Linked DNA regions of Mus musculus: all the other regions are linked to region 1. Evidence: chromatin contacts called from public promoter capture Hi-C data. All regions are on one chromosome and are shown on one strand. Each heading gives the region's core, a stretch centred on a gene start, on an enhancer-like site or on the middle of the called end of the contact. The rest is flanking DNA. Distances are from core to core; before and after follow the strand shown. Region 1 holds the start of Rdm1 (RAD52 motif 1). Region 2 holds the start of Mpp2 (membrane protein, palmitoylated 2 (MAGUK p55 subfamily member 2)). Region 3 holds the start of Cd300lg (CD300 molecule like family member G).

The links. Promoter capture Hi-C pulls out the DNA fragments that hold promoters and counts their contacts. Capture Hi-C pulls out chosen DNA fragments and counts their contacts.
Region 2: a contact with region 1 is called in a promoter capture Hi-C map of erythroid cells, with 4 times the contacts expected there. The contact joins the promoter of Mpp2 here to the promoter of Rdm1 in region 1. A contact is called at or near these places in 3 of 39 promoter capture datasets (erythroid cells, hippocampal neurons and liver).
Region 3: a contact with region 1 is called in a promoter capture Hi-C map of liver. The contact joins the promoter of Cd300lg here to the promoter of Rdm1 in region 1. A contact is called at or near these places in 2 of 39 promoter capture datasets (the 3T3-L1 cell line and neural stem cells) and 1 of 9 other capture datasets (liver).

What each region holds. Positions count from the first base shown.
Region 1 is chr11:101,626,238-101,630,029 of GRCm38.p6, forward strand. Rdm1 (RAD52 motif 1) reads left to right here and starts at 1,712. Exons shown (of 7, transcript NM_025654.2): 1 at 1,712-1,827; 2 at 2,036-2,215. The coding sequence starts at 1,732. It overlaps LOC115487916 (a small nuclear RNA gene), which reads left to right and starts at 1,129; the gene lies at 1,129-1,319.
Region 2 is chr11:102,086,894-102,090,685 of GRCm38.p6, forward strand. It overlaps Mpp2 (membrane protein, palmitoylated 2 (MAGUK p55 subfamily member 2)), which reads right to left and starts at 1,622. Exons shown (of 13, transcript NM_016695.4): 1 at 1,527-1,622.
Region 3 is chr11:102,039,564-102,043,355 of GRCm38.p6, forward strand. Cd300lg (CD300 molecule like family member G) reads left to right here and starts at 1,948. Exons shown (of 7, transcript NM_027987.3): 1 at 1,948-2,070; 2 at 3,409-3,741. The coding sequence starts at 2,028.

The DNA of each region.
Region 1 (3,792 bases), core at 462-2,961:
CAGAAATCTGCCTGCCTCTGCCTCCCAAGTGCTGGGATTAAAGGCGTGTGCCACCACGCCCGGCTTCTTCCTGAGCTTTGTAAATTTTATTCACTTCTTGTGCCTTTTAGATTTTTTTCTTACATTTACTTATGTATGAATGTCCACACACACACACACACACACATACGTCATGTAAATATGTATGCCACAGGTGTTCCTGCTGGCTCCTCTAGAACGAAGGTTAAAGATAACTGTGAGCCACCATCGGGTGTTGGGAATCGAACCTGGATCTTCTTCCAATCTATAGAACGTGATGACCCTGCCTCAAAACAGAATAGCGATATATTTTTAGATAATGTATGATATGAAATTTAATATGATTAGGGAGTTCCTGGCTGACCCATGCCAAAGTGCCCCCTTGAGAAATGACGCCAAGCAACAGATCTGGTGGGGAGTTATTTGGGGGAAGAGAGGGGAGGGAGGGCTTGGAGAAGGGGTTGAGGTAGATGAACAGATAGGCAGACAGAGGGGAACAGAGTCACGAGGGCAGAGAAAGCAGGGGACAGAGAAGGAGAGAATGGGGGCTGGGGCCAGAGACCGCAAGGAACACGTGGGAACAGAGAGAGCTGGAGTGGTGAAGCAGTCGTTATCACCACACCTGAAGAAGCACCATAAGCTGGTTGCTTGATCCTAGGGAGGAGCCTAGCGGAATCGCCTGTAAACTAATAAATTAAGCAGAAAATCGAAAGGCCCCTTTTCCTCAAGGACCTTTTGTTGTGGGTGTGGTCTGAAAGACTGCGAAGAAGAACCTGGTTGTATCGCAGGGAAAGGTCAATACGTCCCCTCTGCGCCCCGGTTGCGCTCTACAGCGCAGAAGCGGAAAAAGCAGTCCAGGTTCGAGCTTTCGGCGCGCTTGGGCGGGGCATGCAAATAACTGCTCTGTGGAACTCTGGGAGCAAAAACAAAAAACTGCAACCAAAACTTCTCGGCCTCCTTGAATCTTACAGGCTTTTCGTGGCGTAAAGGTGGTGTACTCAATGAAGAGGAGAGTCTGTGTTGGCTGCATGTTTGAGTCGGTTGGTTGGTGACTGTGAATTAAAGGTGTGGTCGGTGTTGAGTGTATGGGGCGTGTGGGCGTAGTTCGGTATCGCTTCTCGGCCTTTTGGCTAAGATCAAGTGTAGTATCTGTTCTTATCAGTTTAATATCTGATACGTCCTCTATCCGAGGACAATATATTAAATGGATTTTTGGAAGTAGGAGTTGGAATAGGAGCTTGCTCCGTCCACTCCACGCATCGACCTGGTATTGCAGTACCTCCAGGAACGGTGCACCCCCTCTGGGGAGTAAAGTTGGTTTTAAAGTCAGAGCATGGTGATTGTAGGGCAGTCCAGCTTTTTAAATATGTCTGTGTTTTCTTCTTCTTAACTTTCGTTAGTTTGTATCCTGATTGGGTTGTGTACACGATAACTGAGTTCTCGTTTGCGCCAGAGCTGGAGAGATGGCTTAGTGGTTAAGAGTACCGACTGCTTTTCCAAAGGCCCTGTGTTCAGGTCCCAGCAACCACATAAATAAATAAATCTTAGGAAAAAAAAAAAGAAAAAAGAGTGTAGCACTGGAGCTAATGTGGGGTGGAAACATTTTAAATATGTGCTTTGTGGGAAGTTTTAAGGAAATCGTTAAGCTCCGCCCTTTACTTGTGAGGGTTTAAATTTCGCGGTAGTAGCTTGCGCAGGCGCACTGGCTTTACCATGGCGGAGTTGATCTCTTTCGTAGTTCCCACCCAGAGCGACAAAGTTTTGTTGGTGTGGGATCTGAGCACTGGGCCCCCAGCCGAAGCCTTAAGTGTGAGGGGCTGCGCGGAGAGGGCAGGGGAAGGGAGTGGGGGGACAGGAGGCGTGGGCCCCGCGTGGGCGCAGAGGAACGGGGAGCCAGCGAGGGCTTGTCTCCTCCTTAGATGAAGCCCCAGTGAAGGGAGTGCTTCCAGCGGAGAAGGGCGGGATCTGGGCTTGAAGTGAGGTAGGGGGTCAGCACTCACTGGTGGGCCTCCCACAGCATTCTCTGTTCACAGTGTTCTCTCAGTTTGGCCTTCTGTATTCAGTCCGAGTCTTCCCGAACGCTGCAGTGGCTCGTCCTGGTTTCTACGCCATCATCAAGTTTTACTCCTCGCGGGACGCACAGAGAGCCCAGAAGGCTTGCGATGGGAAACCCCTTTTTCAGACATCACCAGTGAAGGTGTGTGCAAATGCAGGCTTCAGGATAACGTTCCGAGTTCTGCAGTGAGTAGCTAGAGACTCTGTGGTGCCCTGATTCACCCGGTGCTTCCAGATGCGTTTTCACTGATCCTCTGGCCTCAGGTATCCTAGGTGATGGTTAGGTGATAAAAGGTTCATCATGAGAGTAATTGTGGTCAAACCCAAGAGTTCCAATGAAAATCCCATGTCGTATGTTACATTTACATTTATTATTTACATTATTTATAAACATTTTCTATTTTATTTGGACTTAAAATGTGTTTGACCAACTGCCAGTTTTAATATAATGGATGCTTTATTGTCATCACTGTAAAATAGAACTTCCTTCAGGTTCCAGAGGTGGGGAAAGCATCCTTTAGTACATTGTAGCCTTCATTCCATATTAACATAGAACCCGTTCCCCCAGAGCCTCAGCACATCTCACCATGTTTCTCAATTCCACCACCTGTCCTTTCAATTTCTGATTGGCCACTTTTGATGTATCAACCTGCTGCTGACCCAGCTTCTTATTCTTATCCATATTGCTTTTTTTTTTTTTTTTTAAGATTTATTTATTATATGTAAGTACACTGTAGCTGTCTTCAGACACTCCAGAAGAGGGCGTCAGATCTTGTTACAGATGGTTGTGAGCCACCATGTGGTTGCTGGGATTTGAACTCTGGACCTTCGGAAGAGCAGTCGGGTGCTCTTACCCACTGAGCCATCTCACCAGCCCCCATATTGCTTTTCTTTTCTTCTCCCTTGAACCTTGATTAAATCTGAGAACTGCAGTTAGTAGTGACCCCAAGTGAATTTTCTCTACGTCCATACATGATGCAAGACCTTTTTCTATCTTAGATCACCCACTTCCAGGTCCTGAGGTGATTTGCTTGCCAGTCATTCTTTAAGGAATTTGATTGGTATGTTTCTAACCTATGGCCACATCTCAGCCATTTAGATACTGTATGTGGAACTGGGAAGATTACAAAGTGGTGAGTCTCCCGTGCTCTTGAAACAGATCATTTAATAAACTTTAGGTTCTGATAGAGTGATGAAGGATATGTTAACAATCACAGATTACAGGGCTAGAGAGATGGCTCAGTCATTAAGAGCACAAGTTTGATTTCTAGCACGCACAGGATGGCTCACAATCAGTTCTAGTAACTGCAGTTCCAAGGGATCCCACACTCTCTTCTGGCCTCCAGACTTGCACTCCCAGGGCAGTGGTGGCACACGCACGCCTTTAATCCCAGCACTTGGGAGGCAGAGACAGGTGGATTTCTGAGTTCGAGGCCAGCCAGGTCTACAAAGTGAGTTCCAGGACAGCCAGGGCTATACAGAGAAACCTTGTCTCGAAAAACCAAAAATAAAACAAAAAACAAAAAAAACAATTCAAGGTACTATTGGGAAGTGAGAATAAGTGGATGAGGGAATTGGAGTTATGAAGGGGTCTCAAGAGCCAGATCAATAATAATATGCAAGTATCATGGAAGTGGGTGGAGAGGTAGCCAGATTGGCATAGAAAGTAAAGATAGATCATTTCATTGCTCAGCTATTCAGGTACTATTTTAAGCACAG
Region 2 (3,792 bases), core at 372-2,871, 460 kb after region 1:
TGAGGGGAACCCCTTTCACGCTAGCACCACTGGTTAAAAGAAATGTCCAGGTTACACTGTGCCAGCGCCAGTGTCCCCTCTGTCAACTCCATGTCCTTATTCCTAGAGAGCAGGGGACAGCTTCTCAGGCCTTGGGCCATACTCCCCACTAGAGGTGCTTGCTGTGGTTCCTCTTTTCCTGGAGCAGGGAAACGGGGAAGAGCCAGGGAGGAGCCTGTGTGAAACCCTAGGCCCAGGAGTCCTGCCCAGTAAGCCTGGGTCTGCTCCCTGAGGAGTTGGTTCCCACGGCGTCGGCTCGCTCTGCCCCACCCCCACCCAAGCCTCTGAGAGGGCGGGGCCGCCCGTGCCCACAGGAGAACGGCAGTGCCAGGCAAGCTAGCCTGGTTCCGTGCCAAGGTCCCCGGGCCCAGTCATCACGAAACCAGCATCACGGCGCCCAAAAGCCTAAACCTAAGGCCCTCCCACTCCCACCTCCACACGCACATCCGCCACCAAGCTATCCAACCCCCGTCCCCCGGGTGTGTAGGTGAAGCCCGCCAGCTTCAAAGAGAGAGATTTCCTCCATCCTCCCACCCACCCCCGCTCCATCGGTGCAGACTCAGAGAGGTGCGAAAGACGAACGCCTGACAAAGGCACTTTGGAGCCGGACACGGTTATGGGGAGAACTGTAGATAACTGAGGACTGGAGGATGGGGTCTAGGGAGCCGGCGGACGTGCCCGCACTCACAATCAGATTGCCCCCGCCCCTTCAATTCAGCCCTAACCCGCCGGGCGCTAGGACCTAGGAAGGAGGGGGCGTGTTGCGAGCCATCAAAGAAGGTTCTTTGCTTGCGTGCCCGCCGGGACTAGGGGATGAGGTCACTGAATGACTGCCCCCCCCCACGTCCCCCAGGTCTTCATTCCCCACTACCCCTTAGTTGACCTAACTTTCTGACCCTGGCTCCTTGCTTCTGGTGCTGATTCCCTCTGGAATCCCCATACCTTAAACCCTGGCTCCAAAACCCTGCAACCTCCTGGACCTGGCCTGGCACTCTAGGTTAGCAGACCGCCCCTCTCCAGAACCCTCTCTCAGGAATGACTGAGGTGTTGGTCTCTTGGGGTGCAGGGTGCCAAGGGACCCAGTACAATCTTAGTCTAGCTCCCCCAGGGCCGGAAACGCCAGTAGCACGGCTCTTACGTAATGCCGGGATCCGAAGTCCCCCCCCCCCCCCAACCCAACACAGACCCTGGAGAGGCCGCGCAAATACCTGTGCTCCTCTCAGCTCAGCGTCTCTGTGTCCGGTGTCCCTCTGGAGCCCTCATCGCTGGCATGGGAACCAGCATCCCTGGGATGAGGGGTTCGGTTCTCCCTACCGGCATCACACACAGAGAGCCCAGTGCTGCAGCTGGAGAGGGAGTGGGGCGACTTGGGGAAGGGGCCCAGGAGTTTGGACCTGGAGAATAGGATCCCCAAGTGTAGGTGATAGGTCGAAAAGGAGGCAAGGGTTCTGAGGTGGGTGCTGGCCCAGGGGCCTAGGAATACCTACCTGCGTTTTGGGGAGCCCCTAGCTTGGGGCGATTCCGCGCAGCCCGGCGCTCCGCGGTTATTGCTTGTCAATCGCTAGCCGCGCTCTTAAAGCGGCAAGGTCTCCTAGGAGCGAAGGGGCGGAGACAGAAAGGAGAGGGCTGGGACACGGAAGGGACGCGGCAACCTACGGTCCACTGTAAAGTAATCTCCCAGGAGCAGGCGGGTGGGCGGGGAAGTGGTGGTTAACAGGCACCGCAAAGCCCACGACCCCCAACTCTGAGCAGGACCAACGTGTGTTACTTGGCGCGTAGGAATTCTTTAAAAGGGCGATGATGTTTAATAAAAGAAAGGGGGGGAAACTGAGCGCGATGGGATCACCCCCCTTAACGGGACCGCTTAGTCCAGCGTACCAGTCCCCTGAACGCTTCGTCTGTCCTTTCCTAACACAGTTTTGGAAAAGCAAGGGGACATCAGGACACTAACTCTGGTAGGGGATAAGCCTGGGGGTGGCGTTATAGTCATACGGCACATGCCTGCTTCTAAGAAAATTTGAAGAAAAACAGAAAATTTAAGAGAGTGGGACTGTGTTTTTTCATGAAAGGGACCAAGATCCTAATTTTAGCCTTGACGCGGGAAGTTGATCCTTGCCTCTGTTTAAGGCACAAGAGCAGAAGAAACAGTCTCTCCCTCCTAAATCCCGTTTCAACAAATAAGTAGTGACGGCGTCCGGCTCCATTGGTGGGTTGAACGTGCAGGAGAGGCCCTAGATTCTATTTCAGGCAGCAAAACGAAGAAAGCAAAGGGTTAAGCCCGCTAGCCCGCCTTGCTCAGCCTCTGGCTCCTCCCAGACCTGCTAGTAAAAGATACTGCACAGCCTCAGACTATTGGTGGCCCCAAGTGGAAAACAGCCTTCATTCAGTCTGTGCAAGCCGGGGCCTTCCCTGACTTGGGTGCCCCCTAACCCCTCCGCTACCCTATGGAATAGGCGCTCGGTGGGGAGCGGGGCGTTTATATCTTCCTCTTATAACTGAGCTTCTAAGATCCTGGAAACTTGCTTGGAAATCTCGAAAATGAATTGACTTGAGGATTCATGTCTAGATGTGGTCCCAGCCGACCCTGTTAGCAAAGGGAAGCAGTTGGGAATTGGTGTAGGGAAAAGCCAGCGATGGGTCAAAATGCTAAAGGCTGTTAAGTAGCCCACGTCTCTTATTCCTTAGAGAAGAGAAAGTTTTGTAGCGACCCCAGATGGTGGTGGTTGGAACTACAGGCTTCTGTCTGAGGAAAAAGGCTTCCAAACTAGATCTTCCTAATTAAACTCAGGACAAGAGGTCTCCTTCCTCGGAGACTCCCTTGGATCTTACCCACTCACCTCTGCTTAGAGAATCTGTTTGCACTTAGTTGGGTGGGGGAGAGAAATCTTGATTCCTCCCAAAACTTCTCAAATATTACCCCCCATAGCAATTCACAGCAAACTTACTGCATCCAGGATCCCAAGGACACAGTGGGATTCAAGTTCTAATCCACCTAGTGTATTCCAACTCACTATTCTTACAGTCTGACCCCCCACCTATGCACACACACACCTTACATTTGATTGATAGTTTCCTGCAATAGTCCTGTGAGATTAGTGGATGGAAACATTTATCAACAAAGATTACTATGTTCCTGTTTGTTGAAAATGAGGCACCGGTTTCTGTGAACCTAACATACTGGGGCAAGGGTTGGGAAGAGGTGTGTCCTAGAGACACATAGCATGAAGACATGCTATTCTAGTGGTGTGGTTAAATGTTTTAACACATTGCTCGAAGCTGAGCACAAAGCCGTCCCTACCCAGCTCTGGACTCTACCGAGCTTCCTCTCCCTGTAGTTCTAGGGGCTGCACTGCCCCTGGGAAGAATGCTTGCTCCTGATGCTGGTCTGTAGTACACCTGTCTTTCTCAGAAGTCACAAGGGTGCAGGCAAGGCTTTACTTCAAATACTTTTTTAAAATTAATTATATATATATATATATATATATACACATACATATATATACATACATACACACACACACACACACACATATATATATATATACTGTAGCTATCTTCAGACACACCAGAAGAGGGCAATGGATCCCATTACAGATGGTTGTGAGCCACCATGTGGTTGCTGGGAATTGAACTCAGGACCTCTGGAAGAGCAGTCAGTGCTCTTAACAATTGAGCCATCTCTCCAGCCCCCAAACACTTTTTTTTTCTTGTGGTGGGTGTTCAGATCACAGCTTTGAGAATCAAGACAAAAAG
Region 3 (3,792 bases), core at 698-3,197, 410 kb after region 1:
TGTGTGTGTGTGTGTGTGTGTGTGTATGTTTCAAACTGCAAAAACCACTTCTCTTGGGTGATCTGTACACAGGAAAGGGAGTCATGTTCCGGACTGAGGTCAGTAGGGTTTCATGATGACATATTCCAGGTCAGTAAACAGCAGGAATGCCTGCCAAGCACTGTGTAATCAAGACATGTGCCCTGTTGCTGGAGAGATGGCTCTGTTCGTAAAGACACTCGCAGCCAAACAATACGACCTGTGGTATATGCCCGGAGCCCACAGGGCGGAAAGAAAGAACTGAGTCCTGCACGTTGTCCTACGTTGTTCATAGCATGCTATGACATTCACGTGCTCATACACACTTAAAACATGAGAATAAATAAATGTAATACTTACGCCCTCTATTACCAGAGCCACAAGAACAAACTCCCCTCTCACAACAACTGGGCTTTAACAACTCCTACCCCACCCCCAGGGGTCGAAAAGAAACATACCAAAATACTAAGAGTGATTTTATAAGGCAGAAGGTGAGTTACTTGTAATACTCCAATCCTTGCCTTCCCTCCGTTCTTACTTATCTGTATAATATAAATATTTGCTTAGATGTCATACTGACTTTGAAAGCCTGAAAGACAGCTATTTTGGAAAATGGCTCAGAGCTCCCTCTAGCGTGCGTTTGTTCTGTTCCCTTGAAGCAATAAGCAAGTCTGCAAAGGGGAAACAAGCCACTGATTAACTTTTGCAAGTGTCCAGCAAGACAAAGCGCTCGGTTCAGGGGACCCGCCTTTCAAAGCAGCTGACCCAAAGCTCCCGCAGAGCTCAGCTCAGCCCTGCTGAAGCCGCCGCCCTGTGGCCAATGACGGTACTGCATCCCAGACAATGGGATGCTGATCAGAAGGGCTATATAATTGGTCTTTAAATTTTTTACCCTTCACACTTCAGCAGTGTGAAGAGAAGAAGCTTACAGATCTCCCACACCCCAAAATAATGGCTCATATGCATATGAAACAAGTTCACGTGTTTAAAATAAAGAAGGGCCGACAAGATGGCCTTTACAAGCCTGATATTCTCAGCTGGATTCCTGGACTCTATGAAAATGTTGAAGGTGGACTCTATAAAGTTGCTTTCTGAAAATATAATTTTAAATTTTTAATAAACTAAAAATAGAGTGTTGGAGAGGTGGCTCAGCGGTTAAGAACACAGGTTGTTTTTCCAGGACCCTGGTTCTATTCCCAGCACTCGCATGGTGGCTCATAGCCATCTGTAACTTCAGCCTCAGGAGATCCAGTGCCCTCTTCTGGCCTCTGTGAGAACTGCGTACACAGGGTGCACAGACACGCAGGCAAACCATCCATGCACATGAAAAATAAATACAATGAAAATAATAAGCTTAAATTAAGATGCTAAAAATAGGGATATAGTTTAAAATATATTATCAGTGATTTACTAATTAACAAATAAGCTTCCATATTTAGTACTTTAATACTCAGATCCAGGGGCAGGTCAAAAAACTAATAATTTCCCAAATAGTGAAGTATTTGGGGATATCAGCAATGACTGGTTGTTCCAGGGTTTGTGATTCTTATAGTAGCAGTGTCAAGTTATGCACACCTCTGAGAATTATTTATTTATTTATTTATTTATTTTGAGACAGGGTTTCTCCGTATAGCCTGGAACTCACTCTGAAGACCAGGCTGGCCTCGAACTCAGAAATCCACCTGCCTCTGCCTCCTAAGCTCTGGGATTAAAGGCATGTGCAAAAGGAAAAACAATATATCAGAGGTTCCCAAAGGCCATGATGAATTACACAGGCAAATCACAGATTAAGGCTAAGTAGGGGCTGGAGATTGGGTGGGTCTGCAACCTGTGGTAACTGGCACTGGGTAGAAGGGGGAAAAGAGTAAAGGAAAAAGCAGAAGGCCCTCCAAGGCGGAGCTGAGCTCGATGGCCCGCCCCCCACCCCTCCCTTCCTGGCTCCAGCCCGGCAGAAGCTAAAGCTCAGAAGAGCTCCCAATTGCAGGCAACTGCAGTGTCCAGCACCCACCATGAGGCCTCTGGTCCTGCTATGGGGCTGCCTGGTGCTCCCAGGTGAGAGGGGTCAGAGGTGGCTGGGATGGAGGGGCTTACAGATGCAGGCCTGAGCACGCTCTTGTGGTCTGTGGTTATGCCTTCCCTCCACACCATGAGGAGGTGGGGTGGGGTGGGGTGGAATACATCCCTATTTCACAACCCATCTGCAGCCCAGCAGCCCTGAGCTCAGCACTTGCTGCTCTTGCACCTTGAGCCCAGGGTCTTTCTCCCTTGGGTTCCCTGGCTCTGCAGAACCTCTCTGACCACAGGGCAGCAAGCATACATCCACTTACCCTGTTAGCTCAGCTAACTTGGTTGAATACCTACTAAGTTTGCTTTTTCTTTCTTTGCTTTCATTTTTTTCTTGCTTTACTTTTTAATTTTATTATTGTTAGTATGTGTGTGTCTGTGTATGTGTGTGTGTGAGAAAGAGAGTATGTGTGGTATATGCATGTATATAATATATATGTATACACACATACATACATACGCATATACACATATACATACACACACATATACATACATATACATATTTATAAAATGTGCGTTCATTGCAAGAGGGCAAAGGGCTGGACAGTAAGTAACCACACTGTCACCCACAGGGAGCAAAGCTTTCTTTACTTTTGTAATTTTTTTATCCTTTCTTTCTCCTTGGCAATGCTTGGGGGAGGGGTGGAACCCAGGCCCCGGAGCATGCTAAATGAGTGCTTTGCCACTAAGCTATATCCCTAGCCTTCTCTCCATTTTATGCTTCAGACAGACTGGCCTTGAACTTGCTCTGATTCCAAGTAACTGAATCAAGAGCACCCCCCCCCCAGGCTGGGTTCATCAGGACACATCTTATAACTAACATCGCATCTTGTAACTGACAGACATCACATCTTGTAACTGACATCAGTTGCTCAGTTGGCCATGTTTGCTTGGTTTTCCCTTAAAAATATATAACATTAACTCACACTGTTTTTAAGGGTTTTGTTACATGTGTTTATCATGTGTGTGTGTGTGCATATATGAGCACACATTAGTCCATGAATGCTGTAGTACATGTGAGGAAGGTCCGTGTACAACGTTTGGGAATCTATTCTCTCCTTCCTGAGGATCGAACTCAGGTTGTCAGGCTTAGCCGCAAGCTCCTCTACCCCTCGAGCCATCTGGCCAGCCTGACTTGTGTCTCTCAAATAACATGTTTGTTCTAAGGTTCCCCAGAGGAAGGGAGAACCCTGGGGGTCTATGGTTTGCCCAAGATGTTCTAACAAGAACGCCTCCCTTCATCCCCATGAAATGGGAACTTCTGCTCTCGGCCTGGTACTTGGATCCGTGGAAATCCCATCTCCTTTCACGCTGCATTTTCAGGTTATGAAGCCCTGAAGGGTCCAAAGGAGATCAGTGGATTTGAAGGTGACACCGTGTCCCTGCGGTGTACCTACGTGGAGAAGATGAAGGAGCACAGGAAGTATTGGTGCCGGCAGGGTGGCATCCTGGTGTCACGCTGCGGTGACATTGTCTACGCAAATCAGGACCAGGAGGTGACTCGAGGCAGGATGTCCATCCGAGACAGTCCCCAAGAGCTCTCGATGACCGTGATCATGAGGGACCTTACCCTGAAGGATTCAGGGAAGTACTGGTGTGGGATTGACAGACTGGGCCGCGATGAGTCTTTTGAGGTTACACTCATTGTCTTTCCAGGTAATGGACTCCTCCCCCTACCTGGGTTGCGGGGGGGGGGGGGGGGGGGAT